Linked DNA regions of Cricetulus griseus: region 2 is linked to region 1. Evidence: chromatin contacts called from public Hi-C data. All regions are on one chromosome and are shown on one strand. The core of a region is the stretch at or near the end of the contact, and the rest is flanking DNA. Distances in the headings are between cores, read along the strand shown.

Region 1 (7,548 bases), core at 1,901-4,400:
CCTGTACACATCCTTATCTCCCCAACTCCTCAGTAATTCCATAACATATACAAACCTGTCTCTGCAGAGTTGCCTGGCTTGCCACATCTCAGTAAGCACCCACAATGCACAGATAAATCTACACAAATGGTTTTCTCTCCAGTCAGTTCCCACATGCCTGGACCGTCTTTCAGCAGACCAAGACTTCCACAGCAGGTATATTCCTGCAAATAGGGCATTACATCCAGGAGCCCCTGGAAGCAAACACCCAGGTACCGGAAATACACATGGCTTTGTCTTGGACAATATAGGTAAGGTACAATGATCATTAAACTCAGTGAGCCTCTTCTAACACAATGTGTCTACATCTACATCTACATCATCATAGCCAACCTAGCTGTTGAAGATGTCGCAGCACAGCATTGTCCTAAGTGAGGATTTCAGGCATTCTGGCTAAGCTGTGTGACACCTGAGTTACCTTATCTACATTGTCCTACCAAAATCTAGCACGGATGTCAGAGTCTTAGTCCTCTTCACTTCCTGGAAGACCTCAAAACCCAAGCAAAAACTTGCAGGGTCTCAGACTAGCATGCCTTGCTATATACAGTTTTTTGAGTCTCCTTCACAGGCATGTTCTTGAGAGAAGACAATCAAAATCTCAATCTCTCACCTTTTTCTCCTCCTCCCCCTCTCTCCAACCCTTCCCCCTTTCTCTTCCCTCTCCACCCTTTCCTCCTCTTTCTTACCTCCTTTTAGCCCCCTACCTCCACACACCACACAGGAGTCCTACTTTGCAGGGCCACTTCTCAAATCACAAGCCACTTCCTGCCTCACTCACTTCTGCAGTTGGGAAAACTACACCAATGTCGCTGAGGACACACTAAGGGCAATGAGAAATCTGTCTCTTCAGAATGAAAGAGAAAAAATGAAATGATGCTTCCCAATACTTAAAAATAGAAAGGCACCCAGGGAGATTAAAAAACACAAGGTAGCTGCATGGGCTTTAGACATCAAATAGGAAATACTACCATTGACATCCAACTTGCAGCCATCCTCCTTAAGGAGAAAGAAAGACTAGCTGGCAATGCCCCACAGCAAGCTCTTCATCAGGTCTCTGAAAACACTTTCTCAGAAGAGTGTGCTGAATCCCACTGAATAGATCACATATTGCACACCCCTTGCACATGGACCACCTGTGTTCCTCACACGGACTCAGGGTCTCAGGTTCCCTAGGAAAGATGCTATGACAGTTTAAAAGGAAGAAAGCTGCCTTTCACTTGACCCCCCTATAATAAGTGATTTCCTCAAACTTCCAGACAGAAATCTCCTGTGGTTGAAAGAAAACCAGAACTTTCCCCACCTGCCCAAATGACAGAGGAAGGGAAACCTCTTAAGTGACCCAGAAGACCAAAGTCCAGCAGCAAGCAGACTGGGCCAATCCTAGTAGCTACCTAGTCTTGACATGAGGTTCATGCAGTAAAGGGAAGTCAGGGGCAGAGGGGCCAAGCAGGGCCCTGAGAATATTATGCTTGCCCTGCTAGTGATTAGAAGTAATTCAATTTCCTTGGCCTGTCCTCTCCTGGGCCTCCATCTGCTTTATGCAAGGCACCTGTTGGCTCCTGTTACCCTTTACCCCCCCCCCAAGACTTTCCATCAGGGACAGAAGTGTCCAAATACCACCAGCAGGTGGACTGAATGCCTCCTGCCCTTCCTTGTCCTGAGATTCATGATAACCCCTCATCTCTCAGGGCCAGCCCTGCCTGGGGAAGTTTCCCATGGTAGAAGCACTTGCTTTTAAACTTTCCACAAAGAACGGGGCCACTCATCTGCTTGAGGCTCAGTTTCACTTGCTTCTAAAATCCTTAAGTCACTACAAGCAAAAACCCCTAAGCTCAGGCATTCATCATTCCTGGGATGAAAAGTATAGCCTTGCTGTTCTCCACATGTGAATAACGCACACTTAAGCAAAACTGGTTTGAAGCAAAGGAACTGTTAAACAAGATCCAGCTGTTGATAGACTCATTGCCTCCTTTTACATGAAGACCCAGTTAGATGTAACAGTTTGCATATGCTACAGATTCACACCTATCAGTATTAACTTGCATTCGCCTCTAGTAACACATGTACCTCCTAAGTATTTTAACAGTCAAATCACCCCTAAAGAAGCTGCCCCTCCAAACATCATCTTTATCGAGCAAATCCAAAAGTTTACAGTGTAGTATTACAACTATAAACAAAATTAATACATGTGATAAAACTGAACACTTTTGGCCTCAGGATTTAGTAACAACATATATGCACAAGGCTGTTCATCAAGGGAAGGGCAACAGAAATGAATTTGATTTCTTAAGTGCTCTGGAGTTCTGTCATCCCAGGAACAGAATTGCATCCACAGAGGTGTCCCACCCCCCCACCCCCCTTGACACCGCATAACTAATTCTAACCAAGCACTACTTCACTTCACCTTAGCCTGTAAGAGCCTTGGGTAATTGTTAATGGCACTGGATACTCAGAGTCTGGCCCTCATTAACTTTCTTTAACCCAGGGCCAGGAATGAGGGATTCATGATAACATCAGGATACACATGGCTCTATCTCTGGATGTGGTTATCCAACCGCTTTTGAAATCTTGTCCGATTCAATCTCCATCAAATGTGCTCCCTAACACTTACAATCTATGACATTTGATTCCAGTTTCAGGTCAATAGCCAAGCAAGGGTTTAACACCATGCACCCTGAGACATCTTTTCCTGTTAAGACAGGACCGGTATGGAAGTGCACTGTCTCAAGTGCGGACCACCTGAGCACTGCAGGAAAAAGCAACAAAGTAGGTACTTGACAGTGCTGAGTCATTACAAGCGGATTCTTTGGTTATAGTAGGCGTCCATGGGCCTTTTGAGCATCAATAATCCCTTTCTAAAGGCAAATAAAATAGATACATATTGTACGCAGTGATCCACTCCCTGTGTGGGCGAGAGCGACCACAGTAGGGAATTAAGCTAAAACTACACAAACTCGCAGCTGCTCTCCAGGTACTGTAACTTTATCCCCACACTGAAAGATGGCTATTGGGATCTGGGTGGGACTATTCCCCCTGCAACAACCACTCAGATCAGGGCCACACTCGGGCGCCTTTTACTCTAAGCTGTTAAATTCCCCGGCAATTGGCGGATGGAGAAAGAGCCTGGGGAAAAATGATGCATAATGATTCGTTCTCCGGGCGGATGAAACAGAGAGTAGAGGACGCAGGATGCTAACTGGCTTTTCCTCCCATGTGCAGGTCACCTGAACCGTGATGCCTTTCCAGTCTCCGAGGAGGCTCCCTGACCTGAACTCGCCATCTGGCTCCGTTTTCGAGAGAGAAGAAGAAACAGTTGCATGCCCACCTGCCCGCGGCGACTCCACTCGGGCACCCCCCTCCCCGGCCCCCAGCCCCTGCCAAGCGCACGAGCTGCTGCCGGCATCCACGGTCCCGCCCGCTCCGGGCCGGCAGCTCCCCCGGCGGCCGCCTCTGCACCAGTCGCCAACCTCCGCGCCCGGCCGAGGTCATGCCCGCCTGCCCCCGGCGCCGGCGAGGCCCCCTCCCGGTGCCAGGCAGCAAGCAGAAGAAGCGCCGGCAGGGGAGGGGGTCCGCGGCAGAGTTGGCACCCGGACTCACCAGGTAGGCGCCCACCGTTCCCTGCGCCAACATCAAAGCGCACTCAGACACCAGGAAGATCTTGATGTTGGAAAAGCAGGACACCTTCTTTTTCTTCTTCTTGTTCCTCTGCGCCTCGTCCCCCTGCAGCTCGCCGCTCCGGCCGCCGCCCGACGAGCCTCCCGGCTTCTTCCCCTGCATCCTTCCCCCGCCGCCGCTGCCGCCGCCGCCGCTTTCCCGCTCGCCCCGGGTGTCGTGGCCGTTGCCGGGCGGGGGTGCGCGCTGCGAGGCTGCGTGCTGTCTCCGCCCCGGACCCGCGGCGGCCGCCCCCGTCCTGCCGCGGCTGGAGAGGTTGAAGGCTCCGCTCCTCGCCGCCGCCGCGCTCGCCCCCTTCCTCCTCCTCCCTCTCCTCCTCCTCCTCCTCCGCCCTCCCCTTGCCGCCTCCTCCAGCTCGGGCTGTGCCAATCACAGGGACTCCTCGCGCCGCCCGCCGCTTCACCTCCCTCAGACGCCCGTCGCTGCCTTCACCGGCTGCCCCTGGCCCCCCGGCCTCGCCTGCTTTCACTCCTAGCGCCCCAAACCCTGGCCACGGCCTGATCGCCGACTTGAGCCTCCCGCTGCGCCACTACTGGCTGCGACTTCGCTTCTAAGAGGCACGAGGAGACCTATTTGGGGCGCTGGGGACTGGCTGATAGTCACGGCTCGCGGGGTCTAGCTGCCCCCGAGAAATTGTAGAATCGGGGAGTCCTGGTGAGGTGGGAGGCTGAGCAATGAAGGTGCTACCCGGACACTAGGAGGCACTGTGGGGCCCTGGGCGCCACGGCGGAAACTGGGTGGTAGGTAGTGCGGCCAGCAATGGTGCACAGAGATGGGGGTTCACAGGCACCCTACTTCTAGTCCCGGTACCTAATGCTTAGGTACCCGAGTGTTAGGGCGGGAGATGAGGAGCTGCTTCCATAACGAGAATCCCGGGTACTGGTGCTGTATTCGGCTTGTTTCATGAATTTCTGGGGACAGTTGTTGCGCTTAGGGCTCCGGAAAATGCCAGAGGTCGGAGCTGCCAGGGGCTTCTTCGGTCTGCCAGCCTTTGCTCCAGCACTCGGTGGCTACTGAACCTGTCTAAATCGCCCATTCCCCGAAAATGGGAGAAAGAAACAGAAGCGCCGAGAAGGGAAGTTAGATCTTTAGGGAGTCTTCACTGACAGATAATCTCCCCCCAGCCACGGACTACAGGCGGCTGCAGGTCACAAGGACCCCAGCAGAGGGCCGTGTTTAGTTCTCCAGCTGCTTGCAGTCCGAATTCAGGAAGCAGTGAGCCACAAGCCTCCTCTGTCCCCACCCATCTCCTGACTATGTGGCCCTCCCTGACCCTGGCCTGAAGGTCCGCCTGCAGCAGCGCCCAATTGTCATCAGTCCTCACCCACAGCATTCCCTGGGACTTTGGTTCACAAGGCACTTCTGATAGGATCTACCAGTTCCAGCAATAGGGTTTGGAAGCTAAGGGGAAAGTGGACCGAACAGAAAGCACCTAGCAACTGAAAGTCCAAACACATTTGAAAAACTTTTCTTTACTAGTCATATCAAAAAACAGAGACTGGGGTCTATATCCCAATGCCAAGGTTCTCATTTAAAAGTGCATAGCAATTAGCACTGCCATAATTTCTACTTTCTTGTAGAGAAATTGAGTAAGAATAGACGGTGGTGGCACAGTGGGGGTGTGTTGTTTGCCTTACCATTTAAATATAAATTGCTTCATCCATCTGTCTTCCAGACATGACCTCACCTAGTCTTGGTGTGGTTTTCAATGTGCTTCTCCTTGTCTGGGGTAACTTCTACCCAAATTACTCCCTGGCATCAGTAACTACACTGTTCTCCACCAGTTGTATTGTAACTGGAGTTGTTAGGATCAAAGCTTGAGCTCCAGCACCCCTAACAATCGAGGTTCAGCCACCTGTCCTGAATATGTCAATTAAAGGGGCAAAAGCAGAGAAGAGAGATTAATTCAATATGGTTACATTGGGAAGAATTACAACTAGACTAATCTAGTGATCTCCCCCAACCCTATTACATCTTCTGTGTTCTGCATGCACTTTAGCTTTAGAGTACAAAAAAGGTATGCATCACCAAGTAGTCCTGGCCAAGGTATAGTCCTGGCCATCATTAACCCATGACTGCCTGAGTTCCAGTCTCAATGAGGTAGTTTGACAAGTTGCCAGAACCCTGTGGAATATCTTCCTGGCAGACAAGTTACTCCTGTGGCTGGCAGCCTGTTCTTCTCCGGGCATGAGGTTGGTAAGGAAATTTCAGTTCCTTCAGGACCACTTATCCAATAGTTTGATTTCCAAGGGAAAGGGACAGGAGTGTCTCTGGGCTCCTGTCCTGGCCTATTACACCATGGTTGAAATCCTTACTGCCTGGCTGTCTTCTCTCCACCACCTCTGGTCACGCAATGCCAGCTTTCTTGAGGATCTTCAGCTTTTTGCCTTGTCCCTTCTCCAGGCTCTGGCCTTACAGAATCCTTCCTCACTCAGGAAGTCCTTTGATGAGCTGGGACCATGGATGGGGGTCCTTCCTTGTCTCTGGATAAGAGTTGCAAAGCTGCCAGTTGAAATGTCATTCTGAGTGCATTAGCCTTCCAGACTTATTTGCATGCCCTGTCATCACAAGTGTCGATGGTCATTTTGTGCTTGCCTTAACCAAGCTCTCAGTGCAGACTTGCATTTTACTATAACCCTCAGCAACCCTCTAGATGTAAACCAAACTAGATGTTGTGGTTTGCCTGTTTAGTGAGAAAACTGACACCTAAGAAGGGCAATTAACCCTACCAAAGCTACTTACTCAGTAAGGGTTGGGAGAGCCAATAGGGTGTCTGCCTTCACATCTTACAGTCTCATCAGGAAGGTGCAATTCACAGTGTTCCCCATATAAGCAAAGATTCAGAGAGGTGTAGTAGATAGCCCAGCGTTACACAGCTAAAATGGGATAGGACTTGAATCCAAGTCCAGCTGTCTGCTCTAAAGCACATTGCCTCATATAGACTGAGGGGAGGGCAGCTTAGCTTTATTTTAGATGTATAATGTGAGCTATCTGTAAATAAATTAGGCATAAATGCTATCAGAGATAGGGTTTTAGATTTGGACTGCCAATTCTCCCTACAATTGACAGTTATGAATGCCATACTGCACCAGCAGGCTTAAGAATTCAACAAGTCAGTTAGAGACTTAGAGGGTGTGTAAGAAGGAATTTTGAGCACTTAATTCAGTACCCTTCATCCTGTTCAAAGCTGTGGCTCCTGGCTGATGGGGTAGGTTTGTGAGCCCTTGGTGCTGCTTCCACTTTGTCATCCCTGATACACAAAGGATGAGGCATAAAATTAGCCATCATTGGGTCTGCACAGCTCACAAACATTTATCAAGTTGTGATGGCTGCTGCCTTATCTGTCCCACATCCATGGAGATCTGGGTCTACTGAGCCCCTTACTACTAAGAAAGAGCAACAAGTGGCTTTGTGATATTCAGAGCAGTTGGCAGGGATTGAACCTGCATGCTCCAGCAGGAATTGATAGGGGTCCCTAAAAAGAAAAAAAATGAGAGGAAGAAGCAGGCTGGGGGGAGGAGGGCTTAGCTCTCCTGATGCCAGCATTACTCACTTTTACCACCTTTAGAAATGGACAGTCCACAGTGACATGGAAGGCAAGACAGAGTCTAAAGACAAGATGGCCTTGATATTGCCATGAAACCAAAACCATTCCAGTGTCCAGCTGAGGTCTTTTTGGTATACCTATTCTCCTAGTGGTGAATTTAGGGATGGGACCGTGGTCAGTGGCCACAGAGACCTTGCATTTGTTTTGGATTTTTCTATCACTTTCCTGGGCACAGTAACTCTTCACAGTCAGAAGGAAACATTGCTAGTAAGGCCTTGGATCTCAGATTC
Region 2 (7,010 bases), core at 4,295-6,794, 180 kb before region 1:
TGAGATACTGTATCTCATGTCCCTTTTGTCCCCAGGTGGCATTGCATGCTAAACTCCCAGCATCAGTAGTGGTGAGTTCTTGGAGTCCCAGGTGAAGTTACTAGGCTCCAGCAAGGCAGCTTACCCACACTTCTTTAAGACAGTTACTAGATGGAGTTGTTATCTGTCTGTTGTGTGCATTTTGAAAATGTTTTAGAAGCCACCACAAATTGTCTCCATAGCCTTGGGGAGATGCATGCCACACAGTATTGTGATTGAGGACATGGAGGTCATTTTGCTGCAAGGAGCAACTGAGGTCCATGGAAGCCAGAAGAACTCAGTGTCAGAGGTCAAGCTCTGCTCTGGGGACAGGTCCAGCACAGCAGGAATGGTTCTTACAGGGAAAACTTAGGTCACGGTAAATATTTCTTACCCAATCGTTATCATGCTTAGATGTTCACACAATGGGGACAGGGTGACCTGAGAAAGTTTTCACTGTGAGGAACAAAAGCCCACTGTTACCTCAGCTGGGCCCCAAGGAGGCAGCAGTAGTGCAACACCAATATCTCTCCTCATTAAATGCTTGCTGGGTGACAGTGCTTTGGATACTGTTTATTCCCCTCAACATACATGAAGTTGACTGGACAGAAGCCCAAGTCTAGCAAGCCTTGACCAGACTCTTACATTTGTCACTCCCAAAGGAAAAAAAAGCAACAGAATAGTCTTGACCCACAGAAATTCTTCTAGTAAGTTCTAAAGGAACAAGTCTCATTGTAGGATTCTGAAAACGAGGCTTTGACCATAGCCCAACTACTGCTCAGAACCTGAGTGTCATAACAGAGGAAGAACTGGACTTGAGTCACATGGGTTTCTACTGAGGACAGCCTTCTGTGGCACAGAGTGGAGGTCCCTGGCCCCATGTTCATCTATCCATCCACCTGGCAAGATCATGAGCCACCTCTGTGGAAATGGTGGGGTAAAACGCAGGCATCTGAAGTTGTCACTAGAGGGAGCCAGAAACCTTCACATGCCAAAGAATGTCCCCTCCCTGGTGTGATGTGCTGGAGGATCACCTGCTCTTCTGAAAGTGGCTCACAGCCTAGAGGTCACCAAGGCCCAGGGGATTAGAGGAGATCTGCGGTCATCAATGACTGTCGGGTAAGGAAAGAGAGACCTTCACGCCAACAGGCTCCGACCCTGCAGTCTGTACCTGTCTAGATTAAATGTTGGCAAACTTGCCAACTCAAACCCTCCTCTTTCAAAACCATCAGTGTTCTGACACTTTCTAACAAATGTCCAGAACCACCCAGTGCACCTATGAATTCTGGGTAGACTAGCCTCCCAAAGTAGGCTGGAGATGCCAGGCCAGGCCAGGCCAGGCAGGGGTGGGGACCAACTGAGGCTTTCTGTTGAGCGTACACTGTAGGCTGGGGCTGCCCCAGCTCCGTGCTGAGGCAAGAATCCCACCATTAGAACTACATCCTACATCCAGAAGCACTGGCAGCAACAAGGGCTGCACTGCAGCTGCAGAAATCCCGCCCCGCCCCCCACTATGGCTGGGAGGCAGGGCTGATGTCTCCAGGCTCCAACTGGAATTCCGAAACAGACTGGAGAGGTGACAGCCAGGTGAGCCAGCTGTAGGGAGCAGCTGTGATCTCGAACCTCTGCAACCCCACCTCCAGCAGTGCTGAGATGCCAAGCGTTTTGTTTGAAGACTTGTGGCAGAGAGTCAGGGTGTGTGTGAAATGCTAATTTCACCCTGATTTATCACCGAGAAGGACAAGGCTGTTTGCTGACATGACAGACTGGCGATTGTTGAAGCCTGGTGAAATCCGAGGATAGATTATTAAAGCCTGGATTTATGGGTTCTGTGAGCAGGGAGCTGTTGCTGTCAGGTGTCGACAGGGTTCAGCAGGAGAAAGTCGAGCCAGACTAACTTCATTTCCTCTGTGGTTTTCTGATAGGGTCAGAGGCTGATGAGAGTGGGGAAAACCATAAACACATCGAGTGGGGAGGCAGGTACAGACTGGACAAACTGCTGGCTCAGTGCTCAGGACAGGAAAAATGAATAGGACCAGAAGAAGAGCTAGCTGCAGCATGTTCAGCAAGCAAAGCAGGTGGGGGGGGGGGCTGGCCAACCGGAATAGGGTCTGTGATGTGCCCCACAGCTTTTTTCTATCCTGTTTTCTCTGTGCGTGCAATGAAACATATTTATTCAAAATGATCACTTGAAAGAGGCAGGGTTAATAAACTGAAGACTGAACATGGATCCAGGAAGAATGAGATAGGTTAAATCCACAGCTGGGAGAAACTACCTAGAAAGCCAACAGGACAGACATCAGGACCAGACAAGTGGCAGGCCTTTGGCCCACACCATGTCCACTGTGGCTGTAGACTAGGATCTTCAGGGACCACCTGGGAACAGAACTGGAGTGAGCAACCCATACAAGCCCTCATTATGTCTGAAAATCACCCCAGACTCTGCTTGGGGATGGGAAGGGAGGAGCTGGTTTTTCAAAGCAGTGTGTGGTTCGGCCCCATGATTCAGTCTGTGGGACACCTCCCATCTGAAGCTCCAGGCAGGCAACAATCCCAGCCTCTTATTATTTTAATCCTAAAAGGAATGACTAGAAAGTGTTCAACAGGCTGCCTATGGTTAAATTCTTATAATCTAGAGCAGTGGTTCTCTGGAGTAAACACTTTCATTATGACCTAGGACCGCTGATCTCATTTCAACCTCACACAAACAGTGGTATAGACAATATTTTACTTCTCACAGACATAGATGTCATACTGTCTTGGTTCAAGCTCCCTATCACCTGCCCTATCTCATCTCCAAGGCTAGGACTCTGACTCTCAGCCTCCACTCACCTCTCTGTTAAAACTTTAGTTTCATACAGGGCTTCTTAAAACTGGGCTTCCCAAGCAGGAGGTGGGGAGGAGCCGAATGGATGGATATAACTGAAGGAGCTGATGTCACACCTTTTTTTGGGGGGGTATACTAGGTAGATTTCTACATAAAGTTCTTATGATGGATGAAGAGTTGGTACCTCCTCAAATATGGCAACATCCCACATCCAGTGATGAATTATATATGTGTGGATGTGTGTGTGTGTGTATGCATACATACCCCACTATTATGTACATACATACATACATACATACATACATACATACATACATACATACATATCCATCAGAAAGAGACCCATTGCCAAAATTTGGAGGCCATCACTGGCTTTTCTCTCAGATATTTTATTTACTTAAGAATAGTGCAGAGGCACAAAAACAAGTCGTGCTAAACAAGATGGAATGAACAATGATTTGGCCACATCACCTTCTAAGAACATGATTCAAAACCCAGCAAATGAAAAGCAAACAAGGAACAAGAGAAAACAAACCACTCCTATATTGGGTAACCTCCACTGTCACCCCAATCAGACCTAGAATCATCAAGGAATATGTCTCTGGGCAAGTCTGTCCTGAAGAAGTTTCTGGATTGAGTTAATTGAACTGAGAAGACCCACCCTAACTGTGGGCAACACCATCTCATTGGCTGGAGTCCTGGACCAGACAAGAAGGAGAAACTGGAACAGAGGAACAGCCTTCATGTGACCAGTCACCTCCCACACCTGCTGCCAACCCTTCTCTTCAGGGATGTTGGCACCTTCTAACCATGAGCCAGAAGGATCCTTTTCTTCCTTAAGTTTCTTTGGTTAGAGTACTTTGTCACAGTATCTAGACAAGTTACTAATCCCCCACACACACACACACACCAGAAGGGGAGCTATGCTACTCACCATCAGCGTTTTCTCATTTTTCTCAAACATCTCATTTTGCACTATCTAAAACCCTTTGAAACTTACCAACCAACTGAAAAGCTATCAGAATCCAAGAAGAAAACTCAGGAGTACCTGCCCTGCTCTGGTGGCCAGCCATCTTACATGGGGCTCATCACAAGTAAGCACTGACTTATGTCACTAACTTACACTGGTTGTTGAAAGAAGAATGGCCCTCTGGCTAAGAACCTCCTTACATCCTAAGCAAGTGACTCAGTACAGGGGGCCAAATCTCATCATGCTTGGGACCTCAGATCACACATGAGACACATCCAGTATCTTTGATGTGCCAGGAATGACAGTAAACACAGGTGCAAATGGCCTGTCAGCAGGAACTCTTCTACTTAACTAAGTAAACTGAGGCAGCAGAGAAGGCTTGGCTTCTCATTCCAAGGTGGGGATTCTGAAGCCTGAAGGGGAAAAGTGGCATGTGCCCAGAACTCACAACTGAAACACTAGGGCCAAAAAAGAACCCAACACCTGGCAAGGAACGTCCACTCTGTCACAGTAGCCCTCACTGCCACCCCAAAACCTTCCATCGGGACAAGAACATGGGGCCACCAGTTATCTCGTGAAATCTCAGGGCAGGGGCAGCTTTTTTGAGCTACTGAGATGCACGACACTTTGCTTTCACACTCTGCCTCTGATATGTGCTTCATGAAAGGCTTAAAGGGGTGTGTAACCTTTACTTCATCAGTTCCCAAATCCTCCACCCTGCCCTCTGAATCCCTTCCAACTGAGAGGACTCTGTGTTCCCTCCTCTGTAGCCTTGCAGACTGGGAGCTGCCCCAGCTCAGGGCTGCCCCACCTATGGCCCACATTCCAGGGATGGGGGCATGGGCCTGGAACAGCCAGCTTCCATGGAAAGAGCATTAAGGCTGTGCTGTCTTTCTCTCCCACACCCCTGTGAACACCCATTCTTCTAGGTCCTGGTGAGGCTGTTGTCTTGAGACACTGCTCCTCCTTCAGCTCATCTCTCACTCCAGAGTCCCCAGGCTTATTCCTTTCCATAGTTATTGACATATTCCCAGAAAAGGGTTCAGGAGCATTGAATGCTAGACCCCCAGGTGTCTGTTTTTCTTTCTGAGTTATGTCACTGTGTCTCTACAATTCCCACAGCCCACGTATTTGAGTTATCTTTCTTACACATGTGTCTGCTTGATGGTGGCAAAGTTGATATAACATTTACCACCTGAGCTATTATTCTATTTGTAAGTGAATGGTGCATTCACACTTGAGTAACCACTCTTTATAGCTGTTCTTTAAAAGATAATTTCAAATGATGCAAAGTTCGACTTGAAAAGACCTGGCTAGAATAACACCCCCATCTTGCCATAACCATCTGTAAACTCATGCTCATCTTTCTACCACTCCTCACCTACTCCTCTTGCCCTGTGGGATCTCAGTGTCTACCCCAGACTTCATCTCAGCCCTAAGCACTGCAGGATGCCACCTTTAAAAGATGGCATGGAAGCCACATTGATGCCCTCACACCCTGACATCTAATGCTAATTCTGGAAGGTTGCTTAACTTTCTTGGCCTTAACTGATCGCATCCTGAAAACAGTGGTGTGAGGTACCACTGAAACCCACTCTGCAAACCAATGAGCCAAGGATGCTCTAACAGGCCAGGCAATATTGTAAGAAAGCCACTGGTGTGATGACTCTGGTTTTATGAATCACAGGCCCATGTGATCTTTCCACTCTGCCTTCACCTCTCTGAGGGGGGTTACTTGCTCAGAGCAGCTGGTTCTGAATGAGCCTCATGCCCACACAGCAGAGTCTTCAGTCTTCATTGTACTCTGCCCTTCCTGATTTCGAGTGGGAATCCTTCCCATTTGGCTCCTCTTGGCATTCTGTATTTTTCTTACTTTAACAGTATAAAGTTATAGATGTAGTTACGTTAACCACTTTCTGCTTTATTTGCCATCTTTTTTGGGGGGGGTGCGCAGGAAAGGAATGGCAGACTTCTGTTGCCTGGGTGGATTCTCAGGCACAGTCGCTCCAGGGAGGGCATTCCCCAGTGATTCACCATGACTCATTCATAACTTCCCCAGCAGAGCTCAGCCGAGAAGGCAAACATAAAGGAATACTCATTGCTGAACGTAGCCCTCTTCCTCCAGAGGGCTGGGCTCCCACACTGGGGTCCCTGTGGCCTTTGCAGGCTTTTGTCTGGGGGTGGATTTTGACTTGGAAGGGTGGGAACTGAGAAGTGAAACCTTGGATCACTAGATATATCTGCATATGTGGGATAACACTGCCCTTTTATAACAAATTTGGGGTGCAAATGAATTCTTCCTCATATATGCCCTGTCCTTCCAAGATGAAATCTGCTGTTCAGTGTGGATCAAAGGACAGCAAGAGAGGACCACTCACTGAGAGGCACAGAGTCTCTGTCCTCTATGTGCATGGGTTCTCAAGTTACTGCCACATCTCAGTGAAAGTACCTGCATCTACATCTGGGTTGGTCTATTTAGATCATGGTCTCTGAACCCCAGCCCTGCAGTCATAAGATGGCAAGTCATTCCTGGATGGGGGAAGAGCCCTGGGCATCTCAGGTACTTAGATGTACCTTCTTCCTCCAGTCATGATAACCAAAATTGTTTAGATATTGCCCAATATCCCAGGAGAGGGGGAAATATCCCTACTAGAACACTGATTCAGACCACAGACTAAGGAGCCGTGTGAGCTCTGTCTTAGTTCCCTGTGTTCCCTATAATACCCAGCATGGCTGGTCATGAGTAGAAATTCAAAATATGTGTGGGTTCCTAGGAACTGCCATGGAAAGCAGGTTGGGGATACAGTGTGTCACAGTGAGCCTCAGAAGGTTCTGGGTTTCCTCGGCTACACAGTTGGTAGGAACATGGCAAGTGGGTGCAGATACATCACGCCAAACCCCAGTGAAGGGAAGGGAGAGAATGGGGTGCTCCAAAGAGGAGCTGGCTCTGGGACCCCAGCCTCCAGCTCTCTCGTTCTGACAGCTAAGGAGCAAGGCAGATAATGACACACAGACAGAACATTCCAAGTGCCTGCAGCTGTAAATTAGGTAGGAGTATGTTCCAAGGCTGCCTTCAGTCTGGGGCCTCTGTGCTGTCTGCAAACTGCCTGGAGCCTTGTGGTCCTACCAAGTGTGGGGAGAGGGTAAATTCTGAAAAGCTTTCTCTAATGCCTTAAACCGGAGAATCGATGATAA

What was found. A called contact is a pair of places that touch in the nucleus more often than the background predicts.
Region 2: a Hi-C map of liver shows a contact between it and region 1, with 2.4 times the contacts expected there. The contact joins the enhancer-like site here to the promoter of LOC113834922 in region 1. A contact is called at or near these places in 2 of 8 Hi-C or Micro-C datasets (fibroblasts and liver).

The regions. Positions count from the first base shown.
Region 1 is chr3:122,749,964-122,757,511 of CriGri-PICRH-1.0, reverse strand. It overlaps LOC113834922 (vegetative cell wall protein gp1-like), which reads left to right and starts at 3,150. Exons shown (of 3, transcript XR_003483929.2): 1 at 3,150-3,639. Slco3a1 (solute carrier organic anion transporter family member 3A1) reads right to left here and starts at 3,816. Exons shown (of 11, transcript XM_027408153.2): 1 at 3,637-3,816. The coding sequence starts at 3,816.
Region 2 is chr3:122,934,740-122,941,749 of CriGri-PICRH-1.0, reverse strand. The region is part of intron 2 of Slco3a1 (solute carrier organic anion transporter family member 3A1); the gene reads right to left. Among named protein-coding and RNA genes, the nearest start is that of Slco3a1, 180 kb to the right of the region's middle. Within about 2 kb of position 5,544, at least 4 of the 6 cell types and tissues checked have open chromatin away from gene starts, as enhancers often do. A contact at or near this core is called in fibroblasts, where this site is marked.